Linked DNA regions of Mus musculus: region 1 is linked to region 2. Evidence: chromatin contacts called from public Hi-C data. All regions are on one chromosome and are shown on one strand. The core of a region is the stretch at or near the end of the contact, and the rest is flanking DNA. Distances in the headings are between cores, read along the strand shown.

What was found. Hi-C and Micro-C count contacts between places; a contact is called where the count stands out from the background.
Region 1: a contact with region 2 is called in a Hi-C map of pancreatic cancer cells. The contact joins two enhancer-like sites. A contact is called at or near these places in 7 of 39 promoter capture datasets (the 3T3-L1 cell line, hippocampal neurons, liver and 3 more), 1 of 15 datasets of contacts at CTCF or cohesin (the NIH/3T3 cell line), 45 of 484 Hi-C or Micro-C datasets (the AML12 cell line, the AtT-20 cell line, the C2C12 cell line and 21 more), 3 of 115 datasets of contacts at active chromatin or transcription factors (the NIH/3T3 cell line, astrocytes and differentiating embryonic stem cells) and 1 of 9 other capture datasets (embryonic stem cells).

Annotation. Positions count from the first base shown.
Region 1 is chr19:58,613,960-58,619,428 of GRCm38.p6, reverse strand. The region is part of intron 1 of 1810007D17Rik (RIKEN cDNA 1810007D17 gene); the gene reads right to left. Among named protein-coding and RNA genes, the nearest start is that of 1810007D17Rik, 10 kb to the right of the region's middle. Within about 2 kb of position 2,603, at least 15 of the 459 cell types and tissues checked have an H3K27ac peak or open chromatin away from gene starts, as enhancers often do. A contact at or near this core is called in pancreatic cancer cells, where this site is marked.
Region 2 is chr19:58,472,541-58,477,954 of GRCm38.p6, reverse strand. No RefSeq gene overlaps it. Among named protein-coding and RNA genes, the nearest start is that of Gm41876, 19 kb to the right of the region's middle. Within about 2 kb of position 3,379, at least 6 of the 459 cell types and tissues checked have an H3K27ac peak or open chromatin away from gene starts, as enhancers often do. A contact at or near this core is called in pancreatic cancer cells, where this site is marked.

The DNA.
Region 1 (5,469 bases), core at 1,354-3,853, 140 kb before region 2:
TTACATCTTTAGGAGCCAGAGCGCAAGAGCGCAAGAGCGCAAGAGCGCAAGAGTGCAAGAGAGCAAGAGCCAGAGCAAGAGAGAGAATGGCAAAACCCCATCCCTTTTTAAGGAGAATTATCCTCCGCCTAGGACGTGTCACTCCCTGATTGGCTGCAGCCCATCGGCCGAGTTGTCGTCACGGGGAGGGCAGAGCACATGGGGTGGAGAACTACCCTTGGCACATGCGCAGATTATTTGTTTACCACTTAGAACACAGGATGTCAGCGCCATCTTGCAACGGCGAATGTGAGGGCGGCTTCCCATACAAGATGACCTGCCCAGGGGATGGTGCCACCCACAGTGGGCCAGGTGCTCCCACCTCAATCATTAATCAAGAAAATGCCCTACAGATATACCCAGAGCCAAACTGATGGAGGCAGCTCTTCAAGTGGGGCTTACTCTTCCAGGGTTTCTCTAGTTTTTGTTGGGTTAACCAAGAGTAAATCTCACAGTGTGTATTGTGTACTTGTATGCTGATGCCTGCTTAGTGTGTATTCATTTGGAGGACAAAGGACAACCTTGAGTGTTTTGTGACAGAGTTTCTCGATGTTCTAGAATTTGGAAAGTAAGCTGGATTGGATGTCCTAAAGCCTCAGTGTCTGTCTGTCTTGCCTACCTGGCACTGGGATGACCAGTGTGTGTGTCATGTATGACCTTTTTATACGGACTCTGGGATTTGAACTCAAGTCCCCGTGCTTATAGGCAAGCACTTTACCATCTTTGCCTTCTCCCTATCCCCAGGCTTCAGACTTAAGGGGCCTTTGTACATCCAATCTCTCTCTCTCTCAGAACCAGTTGCTATCGGCTGGAGAGATGGCTCAGTGGAAAAGAGTTGAGTCTGGTTCTGAGCACCCACATCAGGTGCCTTATAAGTGCCTATAACTCCAGCTCCAAGAGATTTGATGCCCTTTTCTGGTCTCCAGGGGACCCTGTACACAAGTGACAAACATTCACACACACACATAAATAAATAGATAAATATAATTATGAAATAAGAAAGAACCAGTTGCCATGCAGAGAAATCCAGATTAGGCAGAAGTGATGATTTATAAGGATAATACCAGCACTTAAGAAGCTGAGGCAGAAGGATTACTGTGAGTTCAATGCGAGTTTGTATTATATAGTGCAGAAATCATGAGAGAGGAGTCCCCTGGCTCCAGATATGGATAGCCATCTTGGCCCCTCACACCCAGCTTCGCATACAGTAGCTCTCAGCTCTCTGCACCATATAAATGACTCCAACTGATATAATAGAGTTTTAGCATAATTTGCCAGAACGTTAATCTCAGAACCACAGGCATTAAAACAATTGTTGTTTTAAGCAAATAATCAATACACAACCAGGGTAGTATGATTTCAAAAATGCAATGTGGTTATAAAATATAATCGGTATGTGTTGTAGCTTATCAAAAGACCCTCACTCACAAAGACCACAGAGATCGCCATTGTTGCAAAATGCATGAGGATCTTACTTATCCAACATGTTGGGGAACCCCCTCTCAGCACGCAGGCTGGAGGAGAGACCCAGAACAAAGAAAGAACACACTTTTTATACCTTTGTAAGGGCCAGATATAGGCACTAGGGTAGTTTGGCTTATTTTAATTGGTATAGCCAATAACCTTCTTAGACATTGGTTGATTTGTATAGGGTGACCCTCATTTTGTCTGTCCTTGTGGTTTTTAGTGTGAGGCAGGGCAGGGGAATTGTTACTCTTGTTCTGGCAGCTGTAAAGTTAGTCATTTTGACCGTTAAATCTATGTTTCTATATTTGTTTAGTTAGTCAGCTTCTTTACCTGGCTCTGTACTTGGCCTGCTAGTACAGTTTGGAAACGCCTTTTGAAGAGGGAAGGTACTGGGTAGTCTTGAATTTATTTTGGATGTTACATATATTCTTTCCTTAAGTAGGTATGTTCCAATATTTAATATTATTACTTTTAAGTTTTATTTATGTGCTTATCTGCATGTGTCTTGGTCCTCTGGAAGAGCTCGCTGCAAGTGTTCTTGACCACTGAACCATCTCTCCAGCCTCTCAGTCTGGATTCTCCTACATTAGGCATATGGCTTAGGCTTAGACAAAATGGTTTGGTGCCTTATAGTGAACTACTAATTTTTTTTTTTAAAGCAGTGGCTTCTTAGTAAAAGGGAATATCCTGGAGTCTAAAACTCACCCAGAGGCTTGCTGTGAATGATTGATGTGCTTTTAATCTGGTGGCGCAGGAAAGGGTATGCCATCTTCCAATGACAGCTTATGATAAATGTGCTTTCTCTGAATTAATCCTTTATAGAATTTCCAAATACCTGTGCATACTTCTTAATATGATTATGTACAGAAGTCTTATGCTTGATATTTGACCCTAACTGAAAAAGAGTTTAAGCCAATAATATGAAAAATAATGTTTTGCAGTAGGCTATTCTTTTGTGTGTTTGCTTTTGTTGCTGTGATAAAGCACTTACTAAAACCAACTTCGGGTAGAAAAAGTGTATTTGCTTATAGCTCATGACTCATTGCTGCGGGAGAGTTTCTGCTAAGCAAACATTCAAGGCTGGGACTGAAGCAGAGCCGGTGGATGAGTCCTGCTCACTGGCTTATTCCCCTGGCTTGCTCAGCTACCTTTCCTACATAGCCCAGGACTACCTGCCCATGGATGGCCCCGCCCACAGTGGAATGGCCCCTCCCACATCAATCAGAGATCAAATGAATGCCGCACAATGTGCCGATAGCCCCATCATACCGAGGTTCCCACTTCCCAGGGGACTCAGGCTTGTGTCAAGTTGGGTCTAGCACTGTCTTGTTTTGAGTTGTGGTTGTGCTGTTGGTTATTTTTCAGCTGCTTCTCACTGGACTGTTTTTATTTAGGCTTTTGCCTTGTTTTGTTCCTTTTTTTTTAAATAAATTGTTTTATTTATTTATTTATTTATTTATTTATTTATTTATTATTATATGTAAGTACACTGTAGCTGTCTTCAGACAAACCAGAAGAGGGTGTCAGATCTCATTACGGATGGTTGTGAGCCACCATGTGGTTGCTGGGATTTGAACTCTGGACCTTCGGAAGAGCAGTCAGGTGCTCTTACCCACTGAGCCATCTCACCAGCCCCCTGTTTTGTTCTTTTAAACAACAAACGTTGGCAAAGATGGAGAATTTGAACTCGTGTGGACTGTGGTAGGTTCAGAAGTGGTTCGATCATTGGGGGAAACATGCAGCTCTTCAGAAATATAAACTAAAAAATAGAATCACCCTTTGATCCAACAAACTTACCAAAGTGTTTACACAGGAGAATTCAAAGCACAAACTTATCTGAGTGGTGGTGGCACCTGCCTTTAGTCCCAGCACTCAGGAGGCGGAGGTGGATTTCTGAGTTTGAGACCAGCCTGTTCTACAGTGTGAGTTTCAGGACAGCCAGTGCTACTACACAGAGAAACTCTGTCTTGACAACAACAACAACAACAACAACCCAAAAAAAATCGCAGTAGAAATGAAGAAAAACTTATATGCCTACATTCACAGCATCATTATTAATTAAAAAACAAAACAAACAAACAAAAAATACAAAAAGAAAAAAACCTAGAAATGTCCCAAAAGTTTACTACCAGAAAAAATGGAGACACAAAACAGAAAATCGTTCTCCATTAAGGAAAAAGGACAATTTCTAACATATTTCTATAATGTAGATAAATTCTGAGGACACGATAAGTGAAATAAGGCACAGACAATCACTGGGTAATTCTGCCCTATAAGAGCCCTAAAGTAAGGCCTGCAGCCGCAGATACAGAACCAGTCCAGGTATCCATCAGTAGATAAATGGATGAAGAAAATGTGATGTATAATGCAATGGGTTTTCTGCAGCCATAAAGAAAAAGGAAACCATGACACTGTACGGAGATACACGTGACTGAATCCCGGGGCGCTCCACGTCCACTCTACCCCAATCCTGGGGCGCTCCAGGTCCACTTTGCCCCAAACCCCTCACTCTTCAACCCTGGGCCCAAACACAGGCCATTCTAATCAACAAAGAGCTAATCCATCAAACACATTAACACTTCAGCTCTCAGGAGCCTTTAGCATATCTTTACTTAGCTCACAGCATCTCACTGCCCAAGCTCTAGGATCGATAGAAAAACCGACAGCCATTTTTTTTTTTTTCCTTCAAATAAGAGGAAGGCCTCATTCAGCCCAAGTTCAACTCTGTACGGACTCCTTATACCCCAGCCTTCCCGAGCAGACAGGAAGGTGAGACACAGGGAGACACTGTGAGAATGTGGTCCCGGATCTCAGGCTGACCGACCCGACCCTTGTGAGAACTGCAAGTCTAGCGCTCTTGACATTGTTCACATGCTGCCTCGCCTTTTCTTCACAGTGCTGGTCCCTGGACGGAACTTTCTTGCGCCCCTGTTTACGTGTTTGTACTTGTTTCTAGCTACAGTGAGTACTTAATCAAAGTGGGAACTGTGTGGCTCAGGAATCTTCATCTTCGATGCCTGGGAGTGTCTGGCCCACAGCAATCAGACTACATTGCTGTTTCATTGAACCCTCCCTGCAGATAGACAGAGGTTAGCCATCTTTAGATTAAACTGCAGTGGGAAATTCCTTTGCGGTGGAACATTTTGCAGAACGGCGGACATCTGAAGTATAGCCCTCATTAAGCAGCAAGGTCTGTGTTATTTTTTTAGACAATGTAGGTTCAAGTGTCTTGACAGGCCTATAAATTAACTACTTCACTGCCACAGACCCCACCTTCTATGGGAAATGCATTTCATGTTCTATGCAACTAATATTGCGGAGATAGAGAAAGAAAAAGACCTCCGAAGGTCCATTAACAATACGATAAAATCTGAGACAGTTCAGCTCCTGCCCGAGGCAGAGCTTGGAAGGACTTTTCTGAGGAGCCTGTGTAGACTCACTGCCAGCAAGAGGTGCCTCATATAACCACAGGCTCCTTTATGAGAGGAGAGGCTGTCACCATACACTCACGTGGTTAGTGTTCACACGCTCAGTACTTGTCTAATAAAAACCTAAGGATGTCCAGAATTCTGGGTGGTACAAAACCAATTAAATGTATTTTTTAAAAGCTTCATCTCTTCTTATCACAAGACTATAAACAATAATTAATAAGAAACCATCCCAGGTGAACAACAGGAGACACTGCTTACAGTATGAGTGCTTTCTAGAAAATCCTTAATAAAGACAAATTTAATTTAGTTTATCTATTTTACTTGTAGAAACATCTGGCACAAAGCTTTCTTATAGATATTAAAGAAAACCAGTGTCTCACGGTTAACTTCACAAAATAATACTAATCAATATTGAGGAAATACAAGCTACACTTTTCCTGATGCCCCCTGCCCTGCCCAGAGTGACTTACTTAGCCCTCAGGAGGCAGCTACTAATGTTATATTTACTTTTATAAATATTTGCTAATGACAT
Region 2 (5,414 bases), core at 2,130-4,629:
GTGATTGGCTAAGAAAGCCCCCTGAGGCTCCACAAATCATTAAAGCTATTCCATTATGCTGTTAGCTGTATGCCAGGACTAGAGGATAAGACCCTCATTTTCATGGAGACACCTCATGTGCATGCTTTGACTATAGGACATGGAGAAATGAAGCTAGAAATGAACGAGTAGCTCCCACCCTGCTGACTGGCTTTCACAGTGCCAAAACAAACAAACACCATGCAGGCTACTAGTGAAGAACTGTTACTTGCACAAGTGTTTGTACAACAGTGGCTTGGCTACTATGAGAAAGACCAACAGTTTTCCAACTGGATTCAAGACCTACACCACAAAAGAGAGTTCACATCTGCTACCATATGCCAAGACAAGAAGCTATAGCTGGAAGGTCATAGGCCCTGTGGTGGTTTGAGTATGCCTAGCCCAGGGAGTGGTGATATTTGGAGCTGTGCACTTGTTGGAGTAGGTGTGCCACTATGGACTTGGGCTTTAATACTCTCATCCTAGCTGCCTGAGAGCCAGTTTTCTCCTAGTTGCCTTCAAATGAAGATGTAGAACTCTCAGTTCTGCCTGCACCATGCCTGCCTGGATGCTGCCATGCTCCCACCTTGATGATAATGGACTGAACCTCTGAACCGGTAAGCCAGCCCAATTAAATGTTTTTCTTATAGGAGTTGCTTTCGTCATGGTGTCTGTTCATAGCATTAAAACCCCTTCTAAGACAGAAGTTGGTACCAAGGGACTGGGATATTGCTGTGAAAGGCCTGAGAATACAAAGAAGCTGTGTTCCAAAGATAGGCATGTTTTTGTTTGGAAGAATGTGGATTTGGGGACTTTGGATTTGGAAAGCAATGAATTGCTTTAAGTGGGGCTTAGTGGGCTATCCAAGTAGGAATATGGAAGACTTGGTTGCTGAGAGTGATTTGAGCTGTGCAGATCTGGCTCAAGAGGTTTCAGTGGGGAAGAATTTCAGTATGTGGCCTAGAGACTGTTTTTGTGGTATTTTGGTGAAGAATGTTGCTTTTGCCCTTATCTGAAGAGTCTACCTGAGGCTAAGGTAAAGAGATTTATATTAATTGTATTGATAAAGGAAGTGTCAAAAAACTCCAGGTTCTTTGGTTAAGTCCTTGAAGAGCATTTTGAACAAGTATAGCAAGCTTAGAAAGGAAAAATATAAAATATGTGGTTCTAGTATTAAAGGGGCACCAGGAAGTGAAATGAAGCTGAATCCTGTGTTCAAGAATATTAAGTTGAATTTTAGGGGATGGTGACATTTGGGAAATATCCTACTCCATTAAATTTAGGTCCAGGCTTGGTAATACAAGCCTTTAATCCCAGGATGAAAAGGCAAACAGATCTCCGAGTTCAAGGCCAGCCTGGTACAAAGCAAGTTCCAAGAAGAGAAAAACTTAAATACAGGTGTGGTGGATCACTCCTTTAATCCCAGTGCTTAGGATTCACTGGCATTCAGATCTCTGAGTTCAAAGTCAGTCTACAGAACAAGTTCCAGGATGACCAAGCTTAAGCAGAGAATAAATTCATTGAAAACAGAGAGCTGGTGATAATATAATAGCACAAGGGGGCCATGTTTAGCCCCAGAAAGCAGCAGAACTCAGCAGCTTCACCCATTTGGCTCTGCTTTATAATCAAGAGGAGAATGAGACTACTGGGATAATTGATGCTGGTTAGCTGGAGCTAAGAAATTAGCAGTGATTAAGAAGAGACTTAATCTGGGAAGTGAAATCTGGGAAGTGTTTTCTGAGAGTACAAAGAAGCTGTGTTCCAAAGATAGCCAAGGTTGTACCTCGTGCTGCTGCTGTACTTGGTAATGTGTAAGAGTCACCCAGAAGGTACTAGTTTTGAAGGCATGAAGGATTCATGAAGAACAGCTGAGGCCTGGCACTGTGAGAGGCCATTGAAGGCCATTGGTGAAGGTACAGCCTCAGTTGCAGTTGATGGCTCAGGACTGAAGGGATCATGCAAAGAAGTTGAGGCTTGGCACCATGAAGAGAGCCTATGAGAGGCTACTAGTGAAGCCTGGTTGCAGTGGAGGACACCAGTGTATTGGAGATGCCAGTACCATGAATGACCACCTAGATCGGCAGCAGCAATGGAGTGGAGTCAACCAGAGCCTAGAGTACTACAGTGGGCAGAGCTGGAGATGTGAACCAAGCCCTTTGGAGGAGCCCAGATCATGTGTGGACCCCAGACATTGGAACAAGAAGCTGTGAAGTTGAAGTTGCCTTGGAGACCCTAATTTGTTCAACAGAGCTGTGGGCTATCTGCTGAGGAACGCTGCTAACAGGGAGTGGAACCAGCCTAGGAGAAAGAACTTTGTTGCAGTCAATGAAGATGAAAAAGGAGTTGGAGATCTGAAGAGTGCTTTGACATCAGACATGGAGATGCAGAGTTTGGAGTTTTCCCAGCTGGTTTCCTGTCTAGCCTTGGGGAATACAGTTAAGTGATTGGATGAATCTCAGAAGAGACTTTGAACTTTGGACTTTCAACATTGCTGAGACTGTTATAGACTATGGGGACTTTTGAAGTTGGACTAAGTGTATTTTGTATTATGCTATGTTTAGGTATGCCCCCCACCCCCCACCCCCGCCATAGACTCATATGTTTAAACAAACCTGTGGGAGCCAGGGAATGGAATGGGTAGTTTGAGTATGTCTAGCCCAGGGAGTGGCACCATTTTGAGGTGTGGCCCTGATGGAGTAGGTGTGGCCTTGTTGAAGTAGGTGTGCCACTGTGGGTGTGGGCTTTAATACTCTCATCCCAACTGCCCGGAATTCAGTCTTCTCTTAGCAGCCTTCAAATGAAAATGTAGAACTCTCAGCTTCTCCTGCACCATGCCTGCCTGGATGCTGCCATGTTCCCACCTTGATGATAATGGACTGAACCTCTGAACCTGTAAGCCAGCCCCAATAAAATGTTCTTATAAGAGTTGCCTTGGTCATGCTGTGTGTTCACAGCAGTAAAACCCTAACCATGACAGGCCCCAATAGGGAAACAACTTGTACAGTTTTTCTAGGTGGATGTAATGTGGCCATCAAACTGCCTTCTAAACATATGATGCATCATATATCACGGTGATTGTTGCCTCAACTTACAACCAGCCAAAGCTCAGATGAACAGTAACTGTTGTGGGGCCATGGTAGTCTATTTATGAACCATAGGTGGCATTTATAGTCACCCCCTGCAAAGCTCAGGGATTCCTGCAGGATGTGGGGGAGGAAGAACAGAAGAGCTAGAGAAACAGGTGGAATGTTGTTTAACAGTTTCCTCCTAGATTGAAACATTCCATCCTGCAGGGACACTTCTTAAACAGGAAAGTAAACAACTGAGAACAGCTGCAGGAAGTCCCTGAAACTGACCAAATTCACTAGGCTCCTCTCTGCCAGGGTGAACAATAAAAGCTGAGCTTGGCTTTCACAAGTGCCCAGGTAGGAGGAAGACTCCAGCTGCCTGGAAGAAGCAGAAATTGACTGACCTGCCTGGAAGAGGTTTAAAACAACTGACCAGCCTGCATAGAGTTTAGAACAATTTGCAACTGGGAAGGATGCTATCCAACCCGTTGTTGAGCTGCCCCAGGGCTGTGCAGCATGCTCCAGGTTCCCAGCTTTCTGAGTTGTCACCCATGATGGGATGGGCTTCGCGGTCTGTGAGTCATTTATGCTCCTGTAAGTAACTCCAATAAAACTCATCGGTTCACCAAGTTGGACTACGGAGGTTGCTACATTTATGTCTGTGGTGGGGATTCCTTTCTGGGGTGTGTTGTATCTCATCAGGAAAAGTTATGTCACATAACAGCTTCCAAGTCAACTCCTGAGAAGACAGGAGAGCGTGGACACCTCAGCCTCTCCTGCAACAATGTCTTAAGTTACACAGTGTTAGCCAAAGTGACCTTGTGGGTTCTGGCATTTGGGGAGCAACTAAGAGATTTGCAAAATCTTCCTTCTGTCTTTCCCAGTCTTCTCTGACTTTTTAGAGTCTGCCCTTATTTTTTCTAGTTCACTAAGAGCCTACCTAAATTGTAAAATTTCTTTGTAATAAGTGTTCTTCTGGTCAGATGTGGCTAAAAGTCAAGCCAAAACAACAAGGAAAACCAGGAAGCATCAGGGTGACGTTCACCTAGAATCTGCAGAAAGAAAAAAACTCTGAATTTTCTTTAACTCCCAGTAAGATCAGTGAAGCAACAACGTGATCCAGCTCCTGCAAAGAGTATTTTTTTTTCCAGAAAAAGATGGGCTCCCAAACCTTTTTTTAAGAGCTAGACATGAAGATGTTTGTCTCCAGCCCCAACACTTAGGAGTCTGAAGCAGGAGTGTCATCAGTGAGACTAGTCTGAACTATGCAACGTGTGTCCACGTATATTGCATACATATGTGAACATGTATTTAAAAGGTTGTTCTAAATGAAGATGTTTCAAATTTTTAATTTCAGATATTTTTAAGGCCTTATTTTTTGTTGTGTTTTGTTTAATTCATACTTTAATCTCTGAAACAAAGGAAATAAAACCTTTAAACGTAAGTTAAAACTTCTCCCCCTTTCCTCTGCATCTTGTTTTCTTTTTTCTTTTTCATTTGTGTGTGTGAGTTTCTGTGTGCGTGTGGTTGTGTGTGCATGCACATGTGATGGGTATGTGGTGTGTGTGTGTGTGTGTGTGTGTGTGTGTGTGTGTGTGTGTTGCATGTGCCTGTTACTGATTATGCACACATGGAGGTCAGGGGACAACTTGACAGTGTTAATTCTCTTCTGACACATGGGTTCCAGAGATTGAACTCGGGTCAGTTTTGGCATTAAGATATTTACTTCGATGCCTACCCTCTATAGCACAAGAGTGTGTCCCTGTTAAACAAATAGAATTTGGTTTTTGGTTCCTTCCAAATTGTTTTCTGTGAAGCACACGTACTTGTTTGTCCAAACGATTTTTTTTTTTTTATTGAAGATCGGTTTTATCACATTCGTGTCTGGTGTGCACTACACTGTGAGTTACCCAGTCCTCATGCTGAGAGCTATTCAGACGTGATGAAGAAATGGTTGCTACCTTCAAGACACTTGAGACATCCATGAGGTGAAACATTATTCTGTAACACTCGGTGGATGGTGATTAATGTCACCCACGCTCAGTGCAGTCTGTATTCAGGAAAGCATTCTCCTGATTGTTGTAGTCTGACACCACCTTTACCTCTGACTCAGGCCTTTGTCATCCATCTGTCACTAGGCATTTTTTTTTTTTGTAATATTGGGTCTTCTACAAATGATTTTGACTGCAAAGGCCTCCTCTGTTTTCTCTCTCAAAGAATCATCCCTTTCTCAACAAGGTGTCAGGGTCACCATGTGGCACCTGTAGACTCTGGTGGGAGTGAGATTCACTTTTCAATGTAGAAACTAAGAATTCAATGCTGGTATTG